Linked DNA regions of Oryctolagus cuniculus: region 2 is linked to region 1. The links are chromatin contacts, called in public Hi-C maps. All regions are on one chromosome and are shown on one strand. Each heading gives the region's core, a stretch centred on a gene start, on an enhancer-like site or on the middle of the called end of the contact. The rest is flanking DNA. Distances are from core to core; before and after follow the strand shown. Region 1 holds the start of ARFGEF1 (ARF guanine nucleotide exchange factor 1). Region 2 overlaps CPA6 (carboxypeptidase A6).

Region 1 (2,990 bases), core at 293-2,792:
GACTATAAATCACAATTGAAGCTTAAGAGCAGCTGCCACTGTCCAGACATGTGGCTGGTGGGTGTCATTGTCTTTTTTTCCTTTTCCCCGTTTCGAACCCTCGCTTCCCCTGTCACCTACAGCCTGTTTCTCCGAGGGCTCCTTCCTTCCCCGCCTGCACACCGCCACCCCCACCCCTTTAACCTCTGGTCTTGCTCTTCCAGGTCAGCCCAGTCAGAGACAACATTACTCTATGTTTTTCCTGTGGCGGAGGCGGAGAGATGTCGGAACGGGCTGCACCTCCTGCAAACCCTTCTCCAGACTGTCAACAAGGGAACAACTTCAGCCTCTCTTCCCAAAGTACCACGCCAGACGATAAAGTTACTGCAATTACGATACGGAAGCCTTCCCACGCCCAATCTTGACATATCGGCCCCACCTCAATTTCCAAGCTAATAAACAACGGCTCATCTTCTGCTTCATCACAAAGGCTGGTATCGTGTCCGCTCCGCACGGCACACCGATAAAATGCCTCCCTCTGTGCTTCTCCTTCTCCTCGCTCTCTCTCTAAGTCGATCCCCCGAACCCAAGTGCCCTGCGATCCTAAAACCTGCCCGCGTCCCCCGAGCCCAGCTCTAACTGCCCTTCCTCCTCCACCCCGCCTCTGCCCCAAATCCAGCTGAGTTCCTGTCAACTCCAGCCAGGTAGCAGGGAACTCCGCCAGGGCTGCCCGAGGTCGGCCTGCCACGTCCGCCCAAGGCAAGACCCCCCGCGACCCCAGCTCCGCCGCGCCGGCTCCCGCACCCCCCGGGCCTCAGCCCCGCTCACCTAACGCCACCTCGCAAGCTTTGCGCAGCTGGGAGTGATGCGCCTTCTTCACTTCCTTGTCGGCCAAAATCTTCTCCAGGGCCCGGGTCAGGAACATGTTCTTCGTCTTCTTCCCCTCATACATGGACGCGGAGAAGGAGGCGGCGGCGGCTCGTCCGACCCGCGGCTCCCAGCGGCTGGAGGGGAGGAGGAGGGGACGGAAGAGAAGAGAGAAAGGAGAGGGGGTGGCGGTGGGAGAGAGGAGGCGTGGAGGGCAGCGGCAGGATCAGGAAGGGGCGGGCGAGCGGGAGCGGCCGCCGTGCTGGCGAGGGGCGTCGAGGTCCTCGCCGCCCGTCGAGAGGCCGCCCGTCGAGGGCTGCGTCCGTCTGGCCTCTGCTCCCAGCCCGGGGTGGGGTGGGGGGGTCGCTTCTCGGCCGCCCCTCTCACTGGTCTTTCCGACCCGCGGCGTGGAGGGTGCTCTGCCCGGGCGGCCGTCTGCTGGGGGCCGAGGGCCGAGGCGTGGCGGCGGCGGTGGCTCAGAGGCCCGGCAAGAGCAGAGCGACTCTGGCGACTATGGGGATTAGCACCCGCCGCGGCCGCGAACTGGCCTCCATCACCGCCGACCTGCCCCGGCCGCCATGTTGGGAGGAAACGACGCGTCACGCAGCGGCCGAACGGCTGCAGAGGAGGAAGCAGCGACGGCGGCGGCGGCGGCACTGCCAGCCCAGAGCTGCCGCGGCGCCGGCAGGCGGGGGACGGAGGGCGGCGCGGGAGGAGCGGCCCGAGCCGCAGCGCTACGGCGGCCCGGCGGGGCCTCGCCGCCTCCCGCGTTTGCCTGCAGGGCGGCGAGGGGCGTGGCCGGGCGTCCTGCGGCGCGGAGCGAGGCGCTTCGGGCTCCTCCCCGCGGCTGTGCTGCGGGACCCAGCAGAAGGGGACCTCTCGGCGTCCTGTTCGCGTCTGGCGAACAGCACGCCGGGCTCTGCTGCACCCCTTCCCTGACTTTCTGGGGATCCCAATCGGTGGGAGCGCAGTCCCTTCTGTTCCGGGGATTTCAGAAACACGCGCATGGCTCACTCTCAGCCGCACTGGATTTCCACCTGCCGCGCTCGACTCTAAATTTCCTTCCCAGGTGCGCCAAATCGCTGTCCAGGACCGAAACCTCTGATTACCTCAAGGAGGATTCTCCCTGGGGAAAAGTAAGCAAAAAGCAGTTGACAAGGATTCAGTCATGTTTCACTTGATTATCGGTAGGATTAATCGGTCACCTCTAGATTTCAGATTACAGATTTCTGACCGAGGTCCCTCGGAGACTTGTATTTCCGTGTCTTTAATACTAAGGTTCGGTCCTCGATATGAAAACCAGTTTCAGAATGCCACAGCACCGAGCGAACAGATTTAACACAGTGCGAACAGATTTAACACATATGACTGTGTGTCTCCTTTAGTCCCAAAGAGTTCAGATTTCAACTGTTTCTTTCTGAGCAGAAAATTATAAATGCCATAAAAGTATATGCAGATAGTTTACGTTCCAAACTACTGTGTTGTTTTGTCAGCACAGACTACGAGCCCCTAATCCTTAGCATGTGTCTCACCCTGTTCCATTAAGATTTCCTTGACTATGGACTTGTCCTAATGCAACCGTCCAAACCCAAGGGGACTGAGAAGTGACAAGATTTGGACTAGGGTAAATGCCACCGAGAAGGAAAATGGAAAACTTGTAAGTGACTCTGAATTAAAGGAGACAAATAGATCAACTTTTTAAACTTTATCTTCCTCAGAAACATTCATGTATTTTAAAGAGTATCTCCAGATTCCTGGAAATTGGAGATTTATCATATTCCTAAATAAGACATATATACACTCTAATAGATTACAAACTTTTTGAGAACCAGCTGAAATTCTAATTTTTTTGTTTCTTCATAATCCCAGTGCAGTGCCAGGTACTGTTTAGGGTGCTAGCTGATCATTCAGTCTAGCACAGAGGCGCACCACATTCCTCAGCCTCCCTACAGTTAGGTGTAGTCATCCAGTCTTACATCTTTTGAAAATAAAAAATAAAAATAGGAGTGGCTATGTGACTTAGCAATTAAAACAGTTAAGATGCTGGTTAGGATGCTCATGTCTCACATCAGAGAAACTGGCTTCCATCTCCAGTTGCTGAATCCAGCTTCTGCATAGGGCCATTTGAATATTGGTAACATCAT
Region 2 (2,977 bases), core at 147-2,646, 140 kb after region 1:
ATTCAGGTAGCTAATATTTACATCTACATTCCTGGGTGAGATAGGCCTATAATTTCCTTTCTTATCTTGTCTTTGTATGCTTTTGGTAATAGGGTTATTACTCAGTTGTGATTTGGGGAATATTTCTTAGTATATTTGAATTATTTGTCCCCTGAATGGTAGCATTCAGCTCTAAAACCAGTTTGGCCTAGAGCAGAAATCAGCTAAATACAAAAAAAAGATACCATAGGAGAGATCTAGCTTTGCTTATTTCCCTGGTTTTTGCTTTTTATAATTTGCTTCTTTTGATCTTCTTCTTGTTTTCTAACTTCTTGAAGACTTAACTCTTTTCTAATTTATTTATTCAAAACCATGAGTTCCCCTTCAGTATTGCTTTAGTTGCACTCCCTGTTCTGACATAGATGAGGTTTTTTACCATTCCTTTCTAAGTTGAAAATTTTCCTTGATTAAACAATGAGTTATTTATAAATGTTTTATCTCTAAATGTGTGAGTGTGAGGAGTTATTTTAAAAATAAATTACTTCTAAAAATGGCATTGTAGTTAGAATATATATAGTATATACTTTATGTATATAGTATATACTAGCATACAGTCAATTTTTGTGCACAATTGTGTTTAAAAAGAATATACATTCACTAACTATTGTGTGTGGATTCTGCTTGTTAAATTAATTTTATTGTTTGATTAAATTTATTGTTTTGAAAATCTATATTTGTACTAAAAATTATTTGCTTTTGCCAAAAAATAAAATCTTGTTATTTTTGGCTTATCACATTTTCTTTTATCTTGACAATATTTGTTTTTCTTACATTTTGAGGCCCTTAACATTATTTTAAAGATCTTTATTTCTAAATAATATATTATTCAAGGAAGCTGTTCCTTAGCATTCTATTCTGGAGTGGATTTAATTTCCAAGACTTGCCAGAACGTGTTCTTCCTCTGATAAACAAGCAGAGTGTCATTGCATTGCACATGCCATGTTTGTAATTTTTATAACTTTCTAAGTATTGCAGCTATTCTCCATCTGGCCAGACAAAGCAAGAATGATCACGATGTGATGACTGTTAAATACTGAACAGGATGACTGAGAGACCTTGCTTGAATGCCTTGAATAATAGCACACGGATCATTTCTCTTTTATGGTTTAGGTGGGGTTTCTAGAAAAGCCATGACAACATGTCTTTATTTCCTATTATTCTAACCTGTGATAGTATAACTATCACAGTTCTTCTAACGTAGAACTCTTTTTAGCAACCAAATACACATAACCCATGTGCACAGGAAAGGAAATGCCTACAAATCAAGTTGCATCTGGACTTCAAGGGTTTAATTTCATGTCTACTGTGGTTGCTTATGAGGAAGACTTAAGTAGTCCTTGATCTGAAGGCCATTCAGAAAGCAATGTACCACACGCCTCAGTGTGGCAGTCCCTAGGAACTGCACTCATCACACTTCATTTTTAAAATGCCGCATCACAATTTATTTTAAATGAAAAAACATTGAAGTTCTGAGCATTCTTCCAGGCAGATGATATGTCTGGTGCTAGATCAGAGCATTCCTGAAGTTAATTAAGAAAGAAAAATAATAAATCGTGTTGGTATACACCATTCTCCAAGACTACTTTGGCTTCCCTTCCAACATTACATTCTGTATACCAGAATTTATCAGATAAAATTTGATTAACATTCAAGATCAATTTTGCCTTTACAAAATTCTTTGTATGGTATGTCAAATTGGGCAGAAGCATTTCCCCCAACTTTACTCTTTTTATATTTATTTGGTTGGATGTTACTTTCTTGTATTTCCTGGAATGTGGTAGTCATGTTTTTGAGGATGTGTTGAATTTCAAAGAAAGTAGCTTTCAAACATTTATCTACTATTATTTTTCTTTTTCTTCTGAAACTACTGCAGAGGATCCAAAGATAATAACTACACATGCAGTGAAAGACCCTGGGAGAATCAGCTATGTCATAGCAGAAGCCCAAAGAAGGGGCAAATCACCATTATCGCAGCACCAAGCTGGGTGCATCTTGACATAAAGGAAGCATTGAAAATTTAATACCTAGAGAATTAGTTGGAGCAGGGGATCGTTTTTAGAGAAATAAAGAAAAGAGAACTTAATTTATAAGGCCAGTGGATGTTGCAGTCTAAGATGTTTGTTAAGTACAAAATGGCCAATGAAATCGTTTAAATAGCAACATTGCCAAGAGGCTCTGTGAGTAATGGATGAAGAACTGACAACCATATTGAAATTTTATAAATTTTATTATTTTATACTTAATTCATTCTCAGAACCAACCAAAGTTTCGATCTAACAGAGAAGGTAAAGACTGAAAAATATCATGTATTAATTTATATTTATCAATAAGAGTTGTATTTGGGATGTTTTGTGTTGCCCTAAGCAATGCTTTATATTTATGGAGTTTTTATACTGAGAAAGCCTAAAAAATGATGAGTTGTATTTACTCATAAGAAGCCAGGACAAACTTTGTGGCATTACTAAGATCTGCTACGTAAGGAAGAACAGGTGTCCTGGCATTGTACAGCTCTGATATACACACATTTCAGTTACTAGATCTTCACTGTGCACATCACTCTGTAAATAACAGACGCGCATGAAGATCTATGACTTCCTTCAAAATTACTGTGCATTTGTTATTCAATTTACACAGACAGCAAAGTGTGTAACTGTGTTACCTCCTTATGTCTCAGTGAAAAACCTTCATAGTAACTTACCAAAATGGATGATGGAAAGAGGGAATTGGTCAACTAATGTAAAAATTCAGCAAAGAGTGCAAAGTGATAATGCTGGAGGTGGCATCTGAGTCACATGTAAATGAATTTAGAGCAAATAGCTAACTGGGAGTGTTAACATTGCCACCTTTCAGCTGCAGATGTGAAGCCAGCTCAACCTCCCTACATGGATGAAGAAAGTAATTGTGGTGGCCGGGATGAGGATGTTCCAGCGTAGGTGAC

Evidence for each region. A called contact is a pair of places that touch in the nucleus more often than the background predicts.
Region 2: a contact with region 1 is called in a Hi-C map of an unstated tissue, with 2.8 times the contacts expected there. The contact joins the enhancer-like site here to the promoter of ARFGEF1 in region 1. A contact is called at or near these places in 2 of 6 Hi-C or Micro-C datasets (ear pinna and an unstated tissue).

What each region holds. Positions count from the first base shown.
Region 1 is chr6:92,978,566-92,981,555 of mOryCun1.1, forward strand. ARFGEF1 (ARF guanine nucleotide exchange factor 1) reads right to left here and starts at 1,543. Exons shown (of 39, transcript XR_011389118.1): 1 at 808-1,543.
Region 2 is chr6:93,122,020-93,124,996 of mOryCun1.1, forward strand. All of the region lies in intron 6 of CPA6 (carboxypeptidase A6), which reads right to left. Among named protein-coding and RNA genes, the nearest start is that of ARFGEF1, 140 kb to the left of the region's middle. Within about 2 kb of position 1,397, at least 1 of the 8 cell types and tissues checked has an H3K27ac peak or open chromatin away from gene starts, as enhancers often do.